2 separate regions of the Sus scrofa genome follow, and region 1 is linked to region 2. A link is a contact called in public Hi-C data. All regions are on one chromosome and are shown on one strand. The core of a region is the stretch at or near the end of the contact, and the rest is flanking DNA. Distances in the headings are between cores, read along the strand shown. Region 1 holds the start of SERPIND1 (heparin cofactor 2). Region 2 holds the start of CABIN1 (calcineurin-binding protein cabin-1).

What was found. A called contact is a pair of places that touch in the nucleus more often than the background predicts.
Region 1: a Hi-C map of liver shows a contact between it and region 2, with 13 times the contacts expected there. The contact joins the promoter of SERPIND1 here to the promoter of CABIN1 in region 2. A contact is called at or near these places in 1 of 5 promoter capture datasets (fetal liver) and 1 of 47 Hi-C or Micro-C datasets (liver).

Annotation. Positions count from the first base shown.
Region 1 is chr14:50,425,653-50,430,315 of Sscrofa11.1, reverse strand. SERPIND1 (heparin cofactor 2) reads right to left here and starts at 3,195. Exons shown (of 5, transcript XM_001929566.5): 1 at 3,107-3,195; 2 at 1-64. The coding sequence starts at 54. The region is part of intron 19 of PI4KA (phosphatidylinositol 4-kinase alpha); the gene reads left to right.
Region 2 is chr14:49,784,862-49,789,240 of Sscrofa11.1, reverse strand. CABIN1 (calcineurin-binding protein cabin-1) reads left to right here and starts at 1,518. Exons shown (of 37, transcript XM_013983138.2): 1 at 1,518-1,631.

The DNA.
Region 1 (4,663 bases), core at 1,946-4,445, 640 kb before region 2:
ACACACGGATGCCAGGAGAAGAAATAGCATGAGGGGGTGTGGTGAGCGCTGCATTTTGGCAGAGCTGGAGGGAGAACCAGACAGAGTAAGAGGTAGACCCCATACTTACATATATCCTGGCAGACACCGCCCCAGCCTTGATCCAGGAGGGTGCACTGGGGGTGCCAGTCCCAAACCATTTTGGTTCTGGTGAATATAAATAGATACCTCACATTTCGGGTGGCTTCGTAAACCTGCCAGGAGAGTCTGTGGTCCCCCAGATCAGATCCTTTAAGAGGTTTGCAGAACTATAGGGTTCAGGGGTGCAGGAGTTTGTCATTCATTCACTAAATGCGGCCTCCCTTCTCCATGTTGAGCCCTGGAGGCACAGAGTCTCCCCCACCAGGTAGGGACCATTGTGGCCAAGGCAGGAAAGGTCTTGCTGCACAGGAAGGGGAGTGCATGGCTAGCTGCAGGTGTGCCTTTTTTCCCCTGTATCTGTCAGTCAGCTCCCACTGCTGTCAGGGGACCAGATCTTCCCCTGAAGTGCTGCTGGTGTGGGGTTAGAAATAATGCTACTAGGCCCATGAGGTCTGAGTGAAGGCTCTTCCCAAAGGCCCGAGGGGGCGCTATTTATAGAAACAAGGTTCATTTTTAATAGATACAGAGGGTAAGCTGCCCACCCTCCCTCCCTGTCTCATCAGTTGGACTACCAGATGGCCTTGTCCTTCTCTTCTGTCTTTCTGGGTGTGAATTTTGTCCTTGGAAAGGAGCTATTAATTCGGTACTTCTGTGTTTCTCCAGGAGAGTGACAGTAGATGTTTATGCTGTTGTTTAATTGTACAGGATCCCATCACCCCTTCTGATCCCGCTAGAAAGAGTAGAGTGTCTTGTCAAGTTTGTTAGGTCCCAGCATTTACAGGTCAGGATCCGGAGCCTGCCTGTGCTGTGCAGTGGCTACATTGGAACCAGGGCAGAAGAGCACCTCCCCTCCCCATCCCCCATGTGGAGGCTCTGCCTGTCTGCCTGGAGTTCCAGCTCTGTGTCCCCGCCCAGTCCCCTCTATCCACTGCAGCACTGCTAACACAAGTCACCTCACTTGCTCTCCTGGAGAGGGACTCTCACGTGGCTTCTGACTGAAACCTCTGTTGCTTTTCCTACCCCATGCACCCCACACCTCCCCCAGCACATAGCTGAGGCCCCAGTGCTACACGTAGCCTGGGTGCAGGGACAACTTCTATCGAGTGACTGCCATAGAACCCATGGCAGGGTGCTTTAAAAAGTTAGAAAAGGGAATTCCTGTCATGGTTCAGTGGAAATGAATCTGACTAGTAACCGCGAGGATGCAGGTTTGATCCTTGGCCTCGTTCAGTGGGTTAAAGATCCCACATTGTCATGAGCTGTGGTGTAGGTCACACACTTGGCTTCGATCTGGCATTGCTGTGGCTGTGGTGTAGGCCAAGGGCTACGTCTCTGATTCGAACCGTAGCCTGGGAGCCTCCATATGCCGCAGGTATGGCCCTAAAAAGACAAAAAAAAAAAAAAAAATAGAAGGAAGTAAGCAGTTTGGTGGAAGTCTCCTTGCTAGGCTGCACTTGAAAATATTCTTCTGAGGTGAGAATAAGGTTTTAAAAAACCCAGCTGGGGAGTTCCGGTTGTGGCTCAGCGGAAACGAATCTGACTAGCCTCCATGAGGACAAGGGCTTGATCCCTGGCCTCGCTCAGTGGGTTAAGGATCCGGCGTTGCCGTGAGCTATGGTATAGGTCTCAGACGTGGCTTGGATCTGGCTTTGCTGTGGCTCTGGTGTAGGCCAGCAGCTACAGCTCTGATTCAACCCCTAGCCTGGGAACCTCCATGTGCCACAGGTGTGGCCCTAAAAAGCAAAAAAAAAAAAAAAAAAAAAAAAGTGGAATAAATAAGAGTTAAGAAAAAGGAATCTGAGACCGAATAGGGAGGCAGAGGTGAAAACAGTCATATTTTCCCCCATATTCAGATAGTACATGTGGAAGCTTCTTGTACCCTGTTTCTGGCTAAGGTGATGAAAAGCCCAAAATAGGTTTCATTGTTTCATTATTCTCTCATATTTTCTGTGGATAAAAATTAGAAATCAGAAAAGTAAATCTTTTTGTTGCTTTGCCGGTTAGTATAATAAATAGGATACTTTTTTTTTTTTTTTTGTAGTTTTGCTCTTTTTCTTTTTCTTTTTTTTCTTTTTTTGTCTTTTTTTGTCTTTTTGCTATTTCTTTGGGCCACTCCGCGGCATATGGAGGTTCCCAGGCTAGAGGTCTAATCGGAACTGTAGCCACCGGCCTACGCCAGAGCCACAGCAACGCAGGATCCAAACCGTGTCTGCAACCTACACCACAGCTCACGGCAACGCCAGATCATTAACCCACTGAGCAAGGGCAGGGACCGAACCCGCAACCTCATGGTTCCTAGTCAGATTCATTAACCATTGAGCCACGACGGGAACTCCAACAAATAGGATACTTTAAAATTATCACTAGCTTGTGTTTAAATCCAGATTACTGTCTTTGCAGAGAAGCAATCTTTTTTAAAGGTAGATCATTCAAAAAATTGTTTTTCTGGTCATTTCCTGTAGTGCCTTCTCATGCTAGTTGCGTGGAGTGGGGTGGACATCTTAGTCCCACCTCAGAGCGTTTGCCCAGCCATCCACACCTCCGGGCACAGAGCAGGTATAACAGAAGGAGCTGCCTGGGGTTGTGAACACTTTTTATGAAATAACTGCAGATTCACAGGAGAGTTGAAAGCACAGCTTACAGAACAGCCCTGTATCTTTCTGCAGACTCACCAGGTCTCTGTACACACATATGTATATGTGCCTATGTGACACGCACACATTATTTTTCTGAACCATATGAGATGACCCAGAACCCAGATATCCTCCCACTTCACCTGCTTCCCAACTTGCCACTCTAACTAGTGCAGTCCCCTCTTCCAGCCTGTCAGCTCCCCACTGGGCAGATGGAAAACAAGACATTTCCCCACAAAGATAGTGCAGAGAGCATTTGAATGTGTGTATGATGGAGAAACACACCAGTTGCCCATCTCTAACTACCACAAATAAGAATCCGTATTCGACAAAAAATGTTAGAAAACACTCACCTCTGTGCTGCTGAGAAGGGGCTTTGCAGGGACAGAATCGGCCAAGGCCACCAGTGTGAACTTTGGTGCTGGGCTGCTCTTGCATTTTCCAAAGTAAATACGTCCCAGATCAAACAGAGCTCGATCAGCTTCGTCAGCACAAAGCCCTCTCTTCGCCTTTGGGCACCGCTGGGTGACTTGCGGAGGCGTGACCATCTTTGTGGATGCACTCATGGGGCAGCCAGGACATTTCAGCTCTGGGCTGGGTTGCATTGGGGTGGCAGCTCTAATGCTCCCATGCAAGTGGAGACCACTCAGGGTCCCTTGAACCACAAGTTCTTCCTCTAAGCAATCACAGCTCTCGACTTGGAACCTGGCAGATGTCCCCAGCCTCCCATGAGCCCGGCCCTTCAGAGACAGTGGAGGGGAAGTTGCGGTAGAGACCCTGGCCCAGGCCTGCCTGCAGTCAAGGGTCGTTGCATCTCTGTTGGGATGTGCCGCCTAGCTCTCCTGTCTGTCATGTAGTCCTAGGGTCCACTTAGGTATTCCCAGGGGCCAGGGATTGTTTTATTTTTAGTTTGTGTTTTTAAATTGGTGATTTAAACGCTGCTGTAAGAATATTCTGGATGGTCAGAGTTCCTGTTGGGGTGCAGCGGAAATAAATCTGACTAGTAACCATGAGGTTGCAGGTTCAAACCCTGGCCTCACTCAGTGGGTCAAGTATCAGGTGTTGCCATGAGGTGTGGTGTAGGATATTGCGTGGCTGTGGTGTAGGCCAGCAGCTATAGCTCTGATTCAACCCCTAGCCTGGGAACCTCCATACTATGAGTTGAGCCCTAAAAAGTACAAAAAAAAATACATATATCCTGGATTGTCAAGAAGACCCCGTGTCACAGAGTTGCTCCCCACTTCTGTCCCTGAGAGTTTGGCATGTTGTCCCTAGATACCTTCTAATATGACAGGGAGGAGTTCGCTTTGTGGCATAGTCAGTTAAGAATCTGACTGCAGGAGTTCCCGTCGTGGCGCAGTGGTTAACGAATCCAACTAGGAACCATGAGGTTGCGGGTTCAACCCCTGGCCTTGCTCAGTGGGTTAAGGATCCGGTGTTGCTGTGAGCTGTGGTATAGGTTGCAGACGCGGCTTGGATACCCTGTTGCTGTGGCTCTGGCGTAGGCCGGCGGCTACAACTCTGATTCGACCCCTAGCCTGGAAACCGCCATATGCTGAGGGAGCGGCCCAAGAAATGGCAAAAAGACAAAAAGAATCCGACTGCAGTGGCTCAAGTTGCTATGGAGGTGCAGGTTCAATCCCTGGCCGGGGAACTTCTGTATGGCATGGGGAAAAAAAAACAAAATAAAATGAGAGTAGGACTCTGGGGGTCTGCAGGGGGGGCAAGGGGTCTGGAGGATTCTGGTGGGTCAAGGGCAGTTGTGTTCAGGACATGGAAAGTGTGGTTATTTGGGGCTGCTCAGAGGCACTCGGCCTGCATTGCTATCCACTCCTGGCTGGCCAGTGTCCATCTGCCCTGCTGCCCTCCTCCCTGCATGGCGGGCCCGGGCACTGGCCAAGGAGTAGCTT
Region 2 (4,379 bases), core at 269-2,768:
GCCTGCACTCTTAACTCTAAACCCTTGCCACACAGCTTCCTGCTGCTTGGACCACCTTTATCTCTTTTTTTCTTTTTAAATTAAATTTTTTTTTTTTCTTTTTAGGGCTGCACTCACAGCATATGGAGGTTCCCGGGCTAGGGGTCCAGTTGGCGCCACAGCCACAGCCACCCAAGACCCAAGCTGTGTCTGTGACCTATACCTCAACTCACGGCAATGCCAGATCCTTAACTCACTGAGCAAGGCCAGGGATCGAACCCACAACCTCATGGTTCCTAGTTGGACTCGTTTCCGCTGCACCACAACGGGAACTCCCGCATCTTTTTTTCAATTGTTTTACTTCAGAGCATCTTTCAGGGGGTGGGAGCTGCGTCCAAGGCTGCAAGTCATTCATGAAACTTCTAAACCATCTGCTTACTCTCTATTTACAGCTCCCCACCCCTGCCCAGGTTACACTCCTTTCAAAATCAAGCTTGGTGACTCAATTATTTTTGTACCTCCTGGCATATCATTAAAGCTTTACTGTACTGAATTGAGTTCTTCAGCATGATTTTACCGTCTTTAAACAAAGTCAAAGAGAAAGGGCGTAAGATTCATCCTTCTTTTTTTGGCCAGGCTCACAGCTTGTGGAAGTTCTCTGGATCAGGGATTAAACCCAAGCCACAGCAGTGACAAGGTCAGATTCTTCTTCTTCTTCTTTTTTTTTTTTTTTTTGTCTTTTTGCCATTTCTTGGGCCGCTCCTGCGGCATATGGAGGTTCCCAGGCTAGGGGTCGAATCAGAGCTGTAGCTGCCAGCCTACGCCAGAGCCACAGCAATGCGGGATTCGAGCCGCGTCTGCAGCCTACACCACAGCTCATGGCAACGCCGGATCGTTAACCCAGTGAGCAAGGGCAGGGATCGAACCCGCAACGTCATGGTTCCTAGTCGGATTCGTTAACCACTGCGCCACGACGGGAACTCCAGACAAGGTCAGATTCTTAAACCGCTGAGCCACCAGGGAACTCCTAACATTCATTCTTATTTAAATCATACTTCCTGGACTCATGCACCTATAAATCTGAACCAGGGAAGCCCTTCCCTAAAATGCTTAGCTCCCAAGAGCGTAACATCTCAGTCCCAGCCGGTTGTCAGAAACCCTCTTCCAGGCTCTTAAATTCTGTTGTTCCCTCCCCCGCCCGTTCACCTCCCAACAGACTACCCGCCCTCCGCTCCCCGCCCCCAGTACTCTCTGCTTCAATAGTTCGTTGTATCTGTGGTTTTTAGGCTTCAAATCCTTTTCGGAAAAAGGTGAGCCACGGGCATAGGAATGAGAATATTGTTACTCCCTTGGTCCCCTCCAAGTGTCCCCAGGTTTCCACCTTCCGAGCACCTGTCGCAGTTGGAACACTGCTGCCGATTACTTAGCAGGTGTCACCAACCGCGCTGCAGATTACCGCCAAGAGGCCCTCAAGGTCCCCGCGCGCTGGCTCTCGGGAAGGCGCGTGCGGGCTCGCCGATTGGCTGGCGGAGCCGGCTCCCGAGCCAATGGGAGCGCTCCTTGTTGTCAGGCGCGCAGTCCTTCCGACGGGCGCGGGGGTCCGGCGGACGGCCTGTTGCCGTGGAGACGACTCGTGAGTTCGCGTACTGCAGGTTTGGGGAGGCCCCGGGCTGGGGTGAGGCTTGGAGGTGTGGTGCTGAGGAGCGGCTGGCTGGGGGCTGCTCACGGAAAAACCCAGGCTGGGAGCCCGAGCGGCCGAGCCAGGCCCCACTGCCGCGCGAACCTCTTGGCGGCTCCCGCTCCGCTTGGGGCCTGGGGCGGGGGTCTCAGGAACGCTGTGGGGGTCTCAACAACTCAGCCGTCCCGTCTGCGGTCGCGGAACAGGGCCCCGCACCCACCCTTGCTGCGTGTCCTTCCACTTAACCTTCGCGGCGGCGCTGCGCGGCGGGCACCAGGTGGGCGCCCCTCGCGGGATGGGGACTGAGGCCGAGAGGTGGTGCGGCCGCTTGTCCCAAGTCCCCAGCTTCCCGGCAGGCTAGCCGACTCCAGACTAAAAGCCTGGACCCACTGCCGTCCCGGAGGAGGCCAGGTGGAGCTTTCTGACGTCGGCAGGTGTCTGCACAGGCGGCTTTAGGGGTTCCTTCACCCCTTGGTGAAGGGCCTACTGTGTATGCGGACCAAGCGGCTGGGGTTCTTTCTGTGTGGTACATAACCGTGGTTAGGACCCATGTGTCCTCAGAGACGTCTGGTTCAGGGGTCAGCAAACTTCGGTTCTAAATAGAGTAGTTTATATGATACTATTCCTTGTGACAATAATGAGTGTAATTGTGCTTATAATGAGGAGGGGGCATAGTTTTCTTAGCTCTGTTGCTGTATTGTGGACACAGCCAACGACAGTTCGTAAAGTTGTTTCAAGAAAATTTCATTTAGGGACACTGAAGTTGCAATTTTATGTTGTCAGTAATTTTCATGTGTCATGAACTTTTCAACCATTTAAAAATGTAAAAAGTGGGAGTTCTTGCCATTGTACTGTGGGTTGTGCTGCCCACCCTAGCGTCTTGGGTTGCTTCTGAGGCAGGGGTTCAATCCCCAGCAGTGGGTTAAAAAGATCGAGCTTTGCGGCAGCTGCAGGGTAGGTAGGTTGCAGCTGTGGCTCAGATTCAATCCCTGGCCTGGGAGCTTCCATATGCCATGGGTATGGCCATTAAAAAAAAAAGAAAAAGAAAAAGCCATTCTTTGCTCTTGAGCTGTACAGAAACTGTGGGCTTGGTAGCTTGTGGATCCCAAGTCTAGCCCAAAGCCTCATACAGTGGAGGGAAATGACCTAGAGACCGGCATCTGATGCCATGTCAGTCACACGGCCCAGGCTTCCCCATTCCCAGGCCAGAGCCTGCTAAGAAACATCACCCCTTATCACTGGATCTGGGTGAGGTGCTCAGGGTGTGCTGTTGTCATGTGTTCTGAGGGCCATGAAAACTGTACCATAAAGATTTTGGAAACTCATGAGGTTTAAGTCCTGAATGTGCCTTTTTGGTTTTTTAAAATTTTATGGTCCCACCTGTGGCATAATGGAAGTTCCCCAGGCCAGGGGTTGCATCACAGCCACAGCTTTGACCTGTGCCACAGCTGTAGCAAAGGGGGATCCTTTAACCCACTGCGCCCCGCTGGGGATAGAACTGGAGCATCCACAGCACTCCACCAGTTACTTAGTCTTTACTAAACTTCTAAACTTTTTGGCCTTGCTGAGTTTTTCGTTTGTTTGTTTGTTTGTTTTGCTTTTTTAGGGCCCAACCGGCAGCATATGGAAGTTCCCAGGCTAGGGGTTGAATCAGAGCTTCAGCTGCCGGCCTACGCCACAGCAATGCAGATCTGAGCTGAGTCTTCTATTTAGACCGCAACTCATGGCAATGCCAGATCTTTAACCTGCTGACTGAGGCCAGGGATCCAACCTGCATCCTCTTGGACACTACGTTGGGTTCTTAGCCTGCTGAGCCACAGTGGGAACTCCCAGCATCATGTTTTTGTGGTTCATCTGTGTTTTCATTAGTTCATTCCATTTTATGGCTGATTGATATTCCATTGTATGGCTGGACCACATTTTGTTTATCCAGAAATTAGTTGATGGCCATTTGGGTTGTTTCTTCTCTTTGGTTATTATGAATAATGTAGCTGTGAACATTCCCTCATGGATTTTGCAGCTGCAATGTTACTTCATTGTATGGAGGTGCCATAGTTTATTTATTCATATCCTGGACTATCTGTGGCCATTTAGGTGGTTTTCAAGATCTTGCAATGGCAAACAGTGCTGGAACCCTGTGCATATGTATTTTTACATGGTTGGAGATGCATCTTCAGGGTAGATTCCTAGGATTGCTGGCTTGAAAGGTAAGTGCATTGGTGATTTTGTTGCCTGTTATCATACTCTTTTCCAGAGGGGCTATACTAGTTTGTTTGTTTTTTTTGTGGGGGGCTTGTACCAATTTGCATTCCCACCAAAGGTGTTTGAGAGTAGTGCCTGTTTCCCCACAACCTTACCACCAAGAGTGTGCCTTTGTGCTTTAGTTTTTGCCAGTGTGTTAGGTGAGAAATGGCATTTCAGTGGGCATCCTTTATTGCTGGTATTAAAGGAAGTCCTTCTGGTGTTACTTCATTTAATAAATTTTGGCTTTAGACTAAGGTATGTGTGTTTTAACATTGTTAAGAAAATTCCAGGAGTTCCCTGGTGGCACAGCAGGTTAGGGGATCTGGTGTTGTCACTGCTGTGGCTTGGTTTGGCCAAAAAAAAAAAATATATATATATATAGAATACAGAAAATTCTGGTTTTCTTGAGGTGCCTTTTTTTTTTTTTTTTTTAATATCATGAATAGGTGTTGAATTTTGTCATAGGCTTTCTTTTCTA